Regions from separate parts of the Rattus norvegicus genome. Here region 1 is linked to region 2. Evidence: chromatin contacts called from public Hi-C data. All regions are on one chromosome and are shown on one strand. The core of a region is the stretch at or near the end of the contact, and the rest is flanking DNA. Distances in the headings are between cores, read along the strand shown. Region 1 holds the start of Fos (Fos proto-oncogene, AP-1 transcription factor subunit). Region 2 holds the start of Nek9 (NIMA-related kinase 9).

Region 1 (5,564 bases), core at 1,257-3,756, 140 kb before region 2:
CGGTGGGCAGCTGCGCAGCTAGGGAAGGAGTCAGCCTCGGGGTAGGTGAAGACAAAGGAAGACGTATAGGTAGTGCAGCTGGGAGTGCAGGTGACAACGGGAGTGCACAGGGGCTCCAGCTCTGTGACCATGGGCCCCATCCCCAGGGAACTGCTGTGCAGAGGCTCCCAGTCTGCTGCATAGAAGGAACCAGACAGGTCCACATCTGGCACAGAGCGGGCAGTCTCCGAGCCACTGGGCCTAGATGATGCCGGAAACAAGAAGTCATCAAAGGGTTCAGCCTTCAGCTCCATGTTGCTAATGTTCTTGACCGGCTCCAAGGATGGCTTGGGCTCAGGGTCATTGAGAAGAGGCAGGGTGAAGGCCTCCTCAGACTCTGGGGTGGTAGCCTCAGGCAGACCCCCAGTCAAGTCCAGGGAGGTCACAGACATCTCCTCTGGGAAGCCCAGGTCATTGGGGATCTTGCAGGCAGGTCGGTGGGCTGCCAAAATAAACTCCAGTTTTTCCTTCTCTTTCAGTAGATTGGCAATCTCGGTCTGCAACGCAGACTTCTCGTCTTCAAGTTGATCTGTCTCCTGCACAGAGATGTAAGAAAGCATAAGACACAGGTTTCCTCAAGGACCCTGACCCCATAGTCCCAACCTCCAACTTTAATAAAGTTTCAGGAGCAGCAGCTGGTTCAACCTACCGCTTGGAGCGTATCTGTCAGCTCCCTCCTCCGATTCCGGCACTTGGCTGCAGCCATCTTATTCCTTTCCCTTCGGATTCTCCGTTTCTCTTCCTCTTCAGGAGATAGCTATAAGAAAAGGACCAACATTCAATAAGGTGGTCTAGTGTCACCTCTGTTCAGTCACCCCAGTGAAACTGGCTCCTACAGCACCCGCACCTCTCACGGTGAAGCAGTTTTTCTAACCTGCAGTTGGCAGGCTGAGTGTGATTTGCATTTAAAGTGAGATCTTTAGGAGGGGAACAAAGAAGCTCCCAAGCTAGAGAATGTGGTTGGAAGCTGTCAGGGAAACTAGAGTATTTCTTGGGGCCAACTGTCAGTGTCTGACGAGGGTGGGAAAGGGCTGCAGCCACGGTCCCTGGTCAGGAAGTGCAGTCAGTAGCGTAGGGTTTCACCCACTCTGCCGTGTCGCCTGTGCGTCCGTCCCCCCCGCCCCCCCCCAACTCCCCGCGCAGGTCCAGAATCGCTACTCACCTGCTCTACTTTGCCCCTTCTGCCGATGCTCTGCGCTCTGCCGCCTGACATGGTCTTCACCACTCCCGCTCTGGCGTAAGCCCCGGTCGACGGGGTGGGGAGTCCGTAAGGATGGGGCGCTCTGGTCTGCGATGGGGCCACGGAGGAGACCAGAGTGGGCTGCACCAGCCACTGCAGGTCTGGGCTGGTGGAGATGGCTGTCACCGTGGGGATAAAGTTGGCACTAGAGACGGACAGATCTGCGCAAAAGTCCTGAAACAAAACAAAAAGAGGAAAGCGGAGGTGAGCGAGGAGGTTCCAGACACAGGTGGAGCAAGTGGCCCTAGTGTCGCATGAAGCAGGGAGAGAGAAGCATTCTGGTCAGAGACTGCTTGTGTCTTCCTGTATGCACTTCATCCGAGATAAAAAGGTCTCCCAATATCCTCTATCCTCCCCTGAATTCCGCAGCTCAGCCTTTCTCCTCCATCCTACTGCTGCGTTCCCGTTATCCCTTCAGCATCACTCGCTCGAAAGGGGGTTTGTTATAAATATCCCTGACGTCTGCGCTGACGCAGGCGCTGCTCCGGAGTCTCCAGAATGAACTCGCTTTTTATCAATGAAACTGCCTTACACACCGGCTCGCAGCACCCTCCTCCCTCCTCCCTTCTCCCTGCTCCAGGCTGCCCCGGGAGGGGGGATTGCCGCCGTTTGCCGCCTCCCAGGCTCTAGTTAGCGAGTCTTTGCTAGAGACTTGTTGGCCCCGGCTGATCTCAGAAACAAGTCACCGAGAGAAGAGCGCAGGACACTCAGAGTAAACCTGCCGCGCGGGAGGGGGGTCACTAAGTCTTAGTATGACAAGTGTGCACGCGCTCAGACAAGTCCTGGGTTCCCAGGCTAGGGCTGCTCTGACCGCGCCAGTCTCCCTCCGGAGCAAACAAGGAAGACCCCTACTCTTCCCTGACAGTCACACCCCAATGTGCCCTCCTCGGCGACCCCCAGCGCGGACCTGGCGACTGCACAAAGCCAAACTCACCTGTGTGTTGACAGGGGAGCCCATGCTGGAGAAGGAGTCGGCTGGGGAATGGTAGTAGGAAAGGCTGTCCCCGGCCGGGGAGGCGCTACTGCAGCGGGAGGATGACGCCTCGTAGTCCGCGTTGAAACCCGAGAACATCATGGTCGTGGTTTGGGCAAAGCTCGGCGAGGGGTCCAGGGGTAGACACTGGTGGGAGCTGCAGAGCAGAGCTGGGTGGGAGCGCGGTCACTGCTCGTTCGCGGCTCCGCCGGCTCTATCCAGTCTTCTCAGTTGCTAGCTGCAATCGCGGTTGGAGTAGTAGGCGCCTCAGCTGGCCGCTTTATAGAAGCGCTTGAATGGCTTACTACGTCATGAGCGGAACAGAGAAACTGGAGGGGGGAAAGCGCTCCCGAATGCCCTCTGCGGGCTCCCTGTCATCAACTCTACGCCCCAGGCTCTCAACCCCCGTCTCAGTCTGTAACTTTCACCTATGAGTGTTCACAATTGGGATCTTAGAAGGTCTCCTGGACCCTCCGCATGTAGGATTTCGGGGATGGTTCCCCCCAGGACAACAGGGACCGGCCGTGGAAACCTGCTGACGCAGATGTCCTAATATGGACATCCTGTGTAAAGGAGGGAGGGATTGACGGGAACAGCTCGCCGGCTGCAGCCAACTCTGAGGGTGCAGCGCAAGGGGGGAGCGGGGGCCGCGGCCGGGGGAGGGGAGGCGGGAAAGGCAGAGAAGGCGAGCGAACATTCGCACCTGATTCAATGTGTACTCTGTTCCCAGGGTCAGGGGATGAGACTGGGGGTCATCTCCTTTCCATTGTCCAGCAATCTGGAGCTTTTTAAAAAAGTCTCTGGTATTAGGAGAAGCAGGCACGCAGCCCTAAAGGCTCCAAGTCTCTGTTCCCAAAGGAAAGCTAGCCCACATCAGACCTCTCTCCGTCCCAAATCAGTGCAACATTAGGCCTGAGGTTGGAAGCAGTAAGTGAAGGATTCTAAGTAAGTATTCAATAACCCGCTTTACCTACAATACTGAGTTCATTCATACATTCGTGTTTTAAAGGACGACAGCACCCACTCCCCGACCCTTGGCCACTTAGAACAATCAGGGTGACTGTCCCGGGAGACACTGACGGATAAACATTGTGCAAAACCACCCTGCAAGGATGCCTGAAGGGGTCGTTTGCTCAGTTTTGAGCGGAGGCCAGAGGGCGAGTGAAGGCAGGGGTCTGCTCAGAATTACAAGTGAGGTGAGCTCCCGGGAAGAAGGCAATTCGGTGCACAGGGGAGGTGGGGACCTGAATCCGTGCAGCCTGGAAACTGCGCTTACAAGGAACCCGCAGCGGGTGATTTTCCAGTTCGGACTTGGGGAGGGGGGGATGGGGGAGGAGGGGAGGACGGACTGGAAGCACGGTTCCCAGCTGTGCAGAGATGTTGGCGTCTGCTTTGAGCACAGCTTTGAGTCTTGGAAGATGGAACTTTGGAGATGCCGGGTGCTTCGGTGTAGAACAAACACACCCCTACTTGCCCTCAGTCTCCTGTCCTTCAGCAGAGGACAAGCCGGGTTAGACTGACTGGGCTCGGCCCCAGAGCGCTGGTCACCTCTGGGAAAGGAAACCGCAGATCCTCGCAGAACTCATGTGTCCCCTCTTCTCCATTCTGTGGATCCCAAGGGTCAAACTAACTGGTGGGCATTCCGAGACGGACTAGAGAGGATTGGGGCAGCGGATGGATCTTCAGGGGCCCAAGAGGTGCAGAACCACAAACCTGCCCTGGGCCGCCGCACCCGGGAGCTAGGCGATTTTGCTATAGATAGTAACAGCGAAGCGGCTGTTTACAGCAACACAGCGCCGCCAGGGCCGTCTCCAGGCGACGCCGCGCGGCCGGGCTCACGGTCCGCCCATCCAGGCCACCCGCCCTCCCTGCTCCCCAAGAGCCGTGGCCTCCCTGGCCAGGCTGCGGCCGCTCCGCCGACTGACATCACCCTCGGGTTGGGGGGCCGATCCCGGCTGGCTCCTGCCTATGCGCTAGCCTCCATTCTTAGAGATCCAAACCCAGCAGGAGCGGGGAGGGCAGGGAGGCGGGGATTCGTGGAAATAGGCCACTTGCTATTTTTGCATTCCCTGTCACAGGCAGAGGTGAAAACAGAATTTCATCATTGTATGTCATTAGTTTATGTTGGTGTGAATTTAGGCGCTTTTTTTTCTCACTCGAAAGAGGGGGAAGGGAAAGAGGACAACATGATGTAGAAACACAGGCTTCGTATAGCCGGTCAATCCTGAAGCGATTTCATTGGCCTTCAGTTCTCTGTGAATTCTAGTCTGTCATGTGCTTTCACTGTTCTTTACTATGAAAGGAAGAGACAGAAAGATTATGCAGACCTCTTCCCTCTTATTAGTTTCGACAAAGTAGGTCAACCTTTGAATTCCTGGTTCTGTCTGGCCTTGCCTTCCACTCATAACCACATCTCAGGGGCTCTTGGAGAAAAACCACAGTGATTTGATTTTATTTCCTTTTCAGGTTTGAAGCAGCTCTGGCCAACACCTCAAAGATGTGTCAAGATTTTATATCCAGGATTTATCTCGTACATCACTTACTTTGGCAATTAAAAACGAAAAAAAAAAAAAAAAGGTCTTTGGGTGAGCCTTCTCCTCCAAATAGCTTGTCTTTTTTTCCTTCTTGGCATCATTATGGCCAGAGAGTTGGACATCTAATACATCTGTCCTCTGAAAAGGACAAGCCAGAGACTGGAGAGATGACTTAGTGGTTAGAGCACTGGCTGCTTTTCCAGAGGACCCAGGTTCAAGTCCCTTGGCCACATGGCTACCCCACAGCCTGTGAGTCCAGTTCCAGGGACTCCAATGCCCTCATCTGGCATCCCTGGGCATCAGGCACACATACATTGCACATACATATATGCAGACAAAACACACACACACACACACACACACACACACACACACACACACACATATATATAACAATACAATTTTAAAAGGACAGACCATTGTCTTGTACCTTCTTGTGTTTGCCTAGCAAAGAACTATAGAAGGACTAGGACTAGGGTAGAGGCTGGCACTTCCTGTAGCGAATGGGGTGTACCTATCCTTACCTTCACATGGAGCCAGCCTCTGGGAAAGATAGATAAGTAAGTCAATAGAATATTAAGTGGCTTGACAGATCTAAGAATGGAATAGCCAGGGGCACAGTGAGGATTTCGAGACAGAATTCAGAGGAAGTGACTGCAATGCAGAGTGGGGCCTAAAACATCTCCCCTTCAGGTAAGACCAGGACTGCAAAGGTCAGATCATCATATGGGATCCAAGCCATCTAATCAGATCCTCCTGTCTCCTCCCCGACCTATAA
Region 2 (5,314 bases), core at 1,818-4,317:
GACCAAAGGCCTTTAAAATAAACGTTGAGGATCTTAAGATTTATGGGCATTTACAGATTAGTTTTTGGCTAGGCATGTGACTGACACCTGCAGTCCTAGCACTTGGGTGGCTGAAGCAGGAAGTGTGTTGTGAATTTGAGGCTAAGCCTATGCTACATAGTTCCAGGCCAGCTTGGGTTGCAATGAAAGTTTTGTCTCAAAAAGTTAAGATTAGTTTTAGTTCACTCTAATGAATTTGGTGTGAACTTTCTGTATGCTCTAAGATGATGCAAAAGGACATTCCACTAATTAAACTTAAGATATACAAGCAATATAACTAAGGCAGTCAGGTTAAACATGCTAAATAGTTCTTCAATGCAAAAGGAGCAGGAAGATGAATTGTTAGACTTCAGCAAGACTTAATTTCTTAGACTGAAAGTGGATGCTTATAATTTTAAGTAATCTGATTTCCCCCATCATTTCAGGTCAAATATATAATGACTTCCTATTCTCTTTCACAGAGTAGTTTAGCTAAAATCTACTGTGCCCAGATAAATAAGAGGCAACTTTACTCTCGAAGTGCCTTCTCATCGCTGTTAACACTTTCATTTGGGTATTCCTGAGAACCATGGCCAGCAAGTTCCCCTTCTATCCACACCTTCTAAATGCCTTTTGGGAACCTTGAACTTTTAAAAGTGCTTACTTACCCAAAATTATTACTGCCTTGTTATTTCCTGTTCTTTGGAAGACTAAACTCCATGAGGGTAGGACCCATGTTTATTCTGTGTTGTAATCCAGCACCTGGCCCACGAAGAAGGTACTACCTGTGCTTGTTAAGTGAGAGAGCTCAAAATCAGAAAGATTTGTATCATCTAGGGCACTCAGAAATCAACATTAGTGAACAGGCATTCTGTCAGGAAGTGTGACATACTTGTGGGTAACAAACTGATAGTCACTCAACAACCAACAGCTCCCCACCCCTTTTTAAGTCTCTACTGTTAGGCCGCACACGTTTCTGGGTACCGATGATACATAGTAATGAGGCTGACATTCTAACGAGTAGAAATAGCAATAAAGCCGAATACATCAAAATGTGATAGATAAGTATCCTTAAAACAGCAATGGTAACAGGTTGGGAGGCCTGGCTTAGTTTGGACTGGATGTGAAAAAGAGATTTAGTTCAATGTGTGCATCATACAAGCAGACTATCATTACTAATGTAAACACTGGGTCCAGATAGACTCAGGCAACAGAAATCTCTTGTGGTCTACTGTCCAGATGCGGTGTGAAGTATCACCCCATGTTAAACGGAACACCGATGAGGTGTGGAGTATGAACTCAACCCTCACATCACACCAATCTTGTCTTCTTCCTGTGTGTGAGGTCTTCTTAGCTAACCTAGACTGAACTCCCAGAGTTCCTGCATCTACCTTACCACATTCCACCTGATCACCAAGCCTAAATGTCCCTCGGATGGATTTCTGAAATCTGAACCTCTTCACTCAGTGACTTTACCTCTTAGAACAGAAATTGCCGCCTAACTGATCATCTCGCCACCCGTCTTTGTTCTCCACTCGGCTTTCTGAGTCCTTTGTAAACAGAAATTAGGTCTTACCCTAAGGTGACCAAAGTAATAACTGGGCTGGGCACTTAAGCAAAAGGATGTTTTAGTCACTACCCTAGAGAAAGCAAGCTTAAGCAGATTTCCTCAGAAGACTGAGAGCATTGAGAGCCAGGAAAATGGCTCTGTGGGTAAAGGTTCTTGTCATGCAAATCTGACAATTTATAGTCAATCCGCAGAACCTGTGGTGGAAAGAAAGAAACTGCAAAATTATCCTCTGATCACCGCATACGTGTCTTGGAAGCACAACCCCACCCCACCCCATCTATACACACAATGATTAAAACACGCACGAAAGCTCTCTCTCTCTCTCTCTCTCTCTCTCTCTCTCTCTCTCTCTCTCTCTCTCTCTCTCTCTCTCTCTCCTGGAACATAGGGCCCTAATCACATAGTCCTTTACTTTAGTTTTCCACCGTCCACAGGAAACACCAAACTGTACAACCCACAAAGGGTACTTCCTGCTTCTACCCAACAAGCGCAACGGTGCCAGCCCCATAACCCCTTAGTTTCATCACACCCTGCCTTTTCCTAACTCTGGGACCAGACTGCAGGGTTTGATTCTCAAGCTCCTCCTAACTAGCTGTATCACGTAAAACAATCCACACCCCACCCCAACAGACACAGAAACCCTGTGTTCATAGTATTGTGAGGATTTGGGGCCATAATTTTCAAATAAAACAAAACTCTTTAGCATAGTCCCCACCTGGGCACCCCTGTGGTGGTCATAGTCCTGCAACTTTATAGACGACAAAGAAGAAGAGGAGGAGGAGGAGGAAGAGGAAGAGGAGGAGGAGGAAGAAGAAGAAGAAAAAGAAGGAGGAGGAGGGGGAAGAGGAAGAGGAAGGAGGAGGAGGAATTGTTAAAGCTCACAGTAGTTATGAGAAGAAGGGGGGGGGAATTGTTAAAGCTCACAATAGTTATGAGGTTAAGATAACATAATAAAGCAGCTGTATTTACTGTATTGCAATTCTCTTGGTGTCCATTCTCTGTTCTCAAATACCGTGTATGTCCGGCACCTGATGTTTCAGGAATGCTTTATGCCGATTCTGGAAGATGAGAAGGGAGGAGAGAATGGCATCAAGTAGGATTAAGTATTTTACAAGTTGTGAAGAGGGGACCTATGGTGGTCCTAGGAGAAAGATCCTAACCTACTGAATGAGATGTCAGAAGTTAAATGTTTTCAGCTTGCTCCATTATCTTTATGACAGTATCTCTACAAACAAGAGCCCTGCCCCACAAGTCAAGTGATTGCTAGCACAGTCACAGCTTTTGGTACTAACTTGACGCCAGGACCACCTCCAAAGTCTAACGTCGTCTGGAGAGCTGGTAAGGGAGCGGTCTGCTGTGGTCGCTCTTCGGCGTCCACGACACTCACAGGTGCCAAAGTCAGCGATGCCTTAGAGTGTACGGGACTCATTTGTAACAAGTGGGCAAGAGAAGGCGGAGGAAAAACCCCAACGAGCCGGAAATACCGAGAACTGCTTCCGGGTGAGGGGGCAGGAGCCACCATGGAAGCTCACTGGGCCGCAGTGTTGCCTAAGCCGGTGGCTTACGTCTGAGGCCAGTGAGGCGCTACGCGGCCGGCAACTGCCCGCCGTGGATACGCAGGCGGCTCACGCCGAGCTGCGGCCTCCGCCATGTCCGTGCTGGGCGAGTATGAGCGACACTGCGATTCCATCAACTCGGACTTCGGAAGCGAGTCCGGGGGTGGCGGGGACTCGGGCTCGGGGCCCAGCGCTAGCCCGGGGCCGCGAGCCGGCGGTGCGGCGGAGCAGGAGGAGCTGCACTACATCCCCATCCGCGTCCTGGGCCGCGGCGCCTTTGGGGAGGCCACGCTATACCGCCGCACCGAGGTAGCGGCCCTCAGCTCCGGACGCTTGCCGGGCCTCCCCGCTCCCTCCTTCCCGGCCTTGCTTTCTAGCACTGCTTGCTCGGAGCCCTCTATTCAGGCGTCCCCTGAGGCTTATGTCTCGGGCCCCACCGCGCTTTCGCTTCACCTACTTTAGGAAATGGGTTTGATCACTGCTATCACGGCGAACTAAGCGAGTCACTCACTGAGCGGTCTTTTGAATTTTCGTTTTCCCGTTTGTAATTGGACTTAGCGATAACTATCTTCTCCCACCCATGTCACCCCCAAAAAACCACTTTACACTTTAAAGGTTATTTTGAGATCCAAACGAAGGTGCTTTGCAGATTGAGAACAGTCTATATATAAAAGCTCACTTCCTTTCATACAGCTGTTCAGTGTCGGGATGGAGAGTTGGTGTGTGCTCCCAGATAGCCACACTGGCACTTACAACACACTCTGCTAGTTCTGTTGTTATTTCTTTTTCATAAACGATCACTGAGTTGGAGGATTTCCTTGATCACCAGAAAAATCATTGTGTCTTGTTTTTTGCTTGTGTGCTTTCTCCTTGCTTTTCATTCAGTGATTATGTAAGACAAATACTTTATTGGTGTAGTTAGTTCTGGGGAAACAGAGACCCCTTTCTTTAAGAACCCAGGGAAGCTTGTTATTTTTCCCACCTTCTTGTATAAGTTCTTTGGAAAGACCCATGGATCACTGGCTCCGAAATTAAGAATTTAATGATTTAAAATCCTGTAGTAATGATTCTCTTCCCCCAAACTAACCATAATTTGGGTTTAATCTCTACAGCTTAAAGCTCTAGCTTTAGGGTAAACATTTAATGAGAACTTGCTGAGGCTGCAGAAGGTGATTCATGCACCTGCAATTCTAGTTAGTGTCTGCTCCCAGCCAGCACTTTTTGTACTGGGGATAAGACAGGCTCTACCAATCAATGCTCAGAAGGCGTTCTACCACTGAGCCATAGCCCAAGCCCCCAGCATATATCTAAGACTGAAAGGTGGAAGGAAAGTAGTTACAAGAAAATATTTTTGTGTTCTTTTCTATTTTAGGAACCCATTAGTGGGCACTCTCATCTGTAGTAGTCTGTGTTCTTATTTGTGGCCAAAGATGAGTGTCACTACTATTTCCTAGCTTTTAAGTCAGTATATTTAAGTGGCACACTCACTCAAGGTTTGCGCACCAGTTTCCTATCTCTGTCTTATGTATCACGTTAAACTTGATTACTAGCTTTGAGTTAATTTTATCACACTTCTCAGAACTGTATGACGTTATCTCTGTCACATGGTATTTATAAGATGAACTTGCAAAGCTTTTTAGAAACAACCCTTTCTTCTAGGTTATAGTTCAGCCGAAGGCCAGTCATGTTAGTAACGGTCTCAGGTGTGGATATCCAAAGGAGAAAAAAGGACTGAGTGCTTGCCGTGTGCAGGGACTGAGAATGAGCCGTATTTACGTGTTTGGTAAAAAGTTTGAAGTTTTCAAAAGAAACTTTGAAAGGCCTTGCTGAGGTATTCTAAAGGAATGTTAACATGGGTGCTGGTAGGCTAGGAAGCAGTAGCTAAAGAATGAGAAGTATCCCAAAATGAAGTAAAGGTTAGGTCAGTCTGCATGGAAGTGACTGCAACTTACAAGGATTAGAAAAGCTGTGTGTGTGTGTGGGGGGGGTGTCTTATTCAGAAAGAGTAGATGAAAATTAAGTTTATGAAATCAGACAGGTATATAATACTTGGATTTTATAAGGACCTATTGTCAGATGGAGATGCTGCTGTGTACTTCTGTCTTCCTCAAATTCCAGCTCTGCCACAGGCCCCATTATTACTAGGGACCTCCAACATCCCTCAACAGAA

What was found. A called contact is a pair of places that touch in the nucleus more often than the background predicts.
Region 1: a Hi-C map of liver shows a contact between it and region 2, with 3 times the contacts expected there. The contact joins the promoter of Fos here to the promoter of Nek9 in region 2. A contact is called at or near these places in 9 of 12 Hi-C or Micro-C datasets (the A7r5 cell line, Schwann cells, hepatocytes and 4 more) and 1 of 1 datasets of contacts at active chromatin or transcription factors (oligodendrocytes).

What each region holds. Positions count from the first base shown.
Region 1 is chr6:110,849,130-110,854,693 of GRCr8, reverse strand. Fos (Fos proto-oncogene, AP-1 transcription factor subunit) reads right to left here and starts at 2,506. Exons shown (of 4, transcript NM_022197.2): 1 at 2,214-2,506; 2 at 1,202-1,453; 3 at 689-796; 4 at 1-575. The coding sequence starts at 2,354.
Region 2 is chr6:110,713,339-110,718,652 of GRCr8, reverse strand. Nek9 (NIMA-related kinase 9) reads left to right here and starts at 3,067. Exons shown (of 22, transcript NM_001106747.2): 1 at 3,067-3,453. The coding sequence starts at 3,238. LOC102549675 (a long non-coding RNA gene) reads right to left here and starts at 3,020. Exons shown (of 3, transcript XR_010052290.1): 1 at 2,881-3,020; 2 at 1-2,646.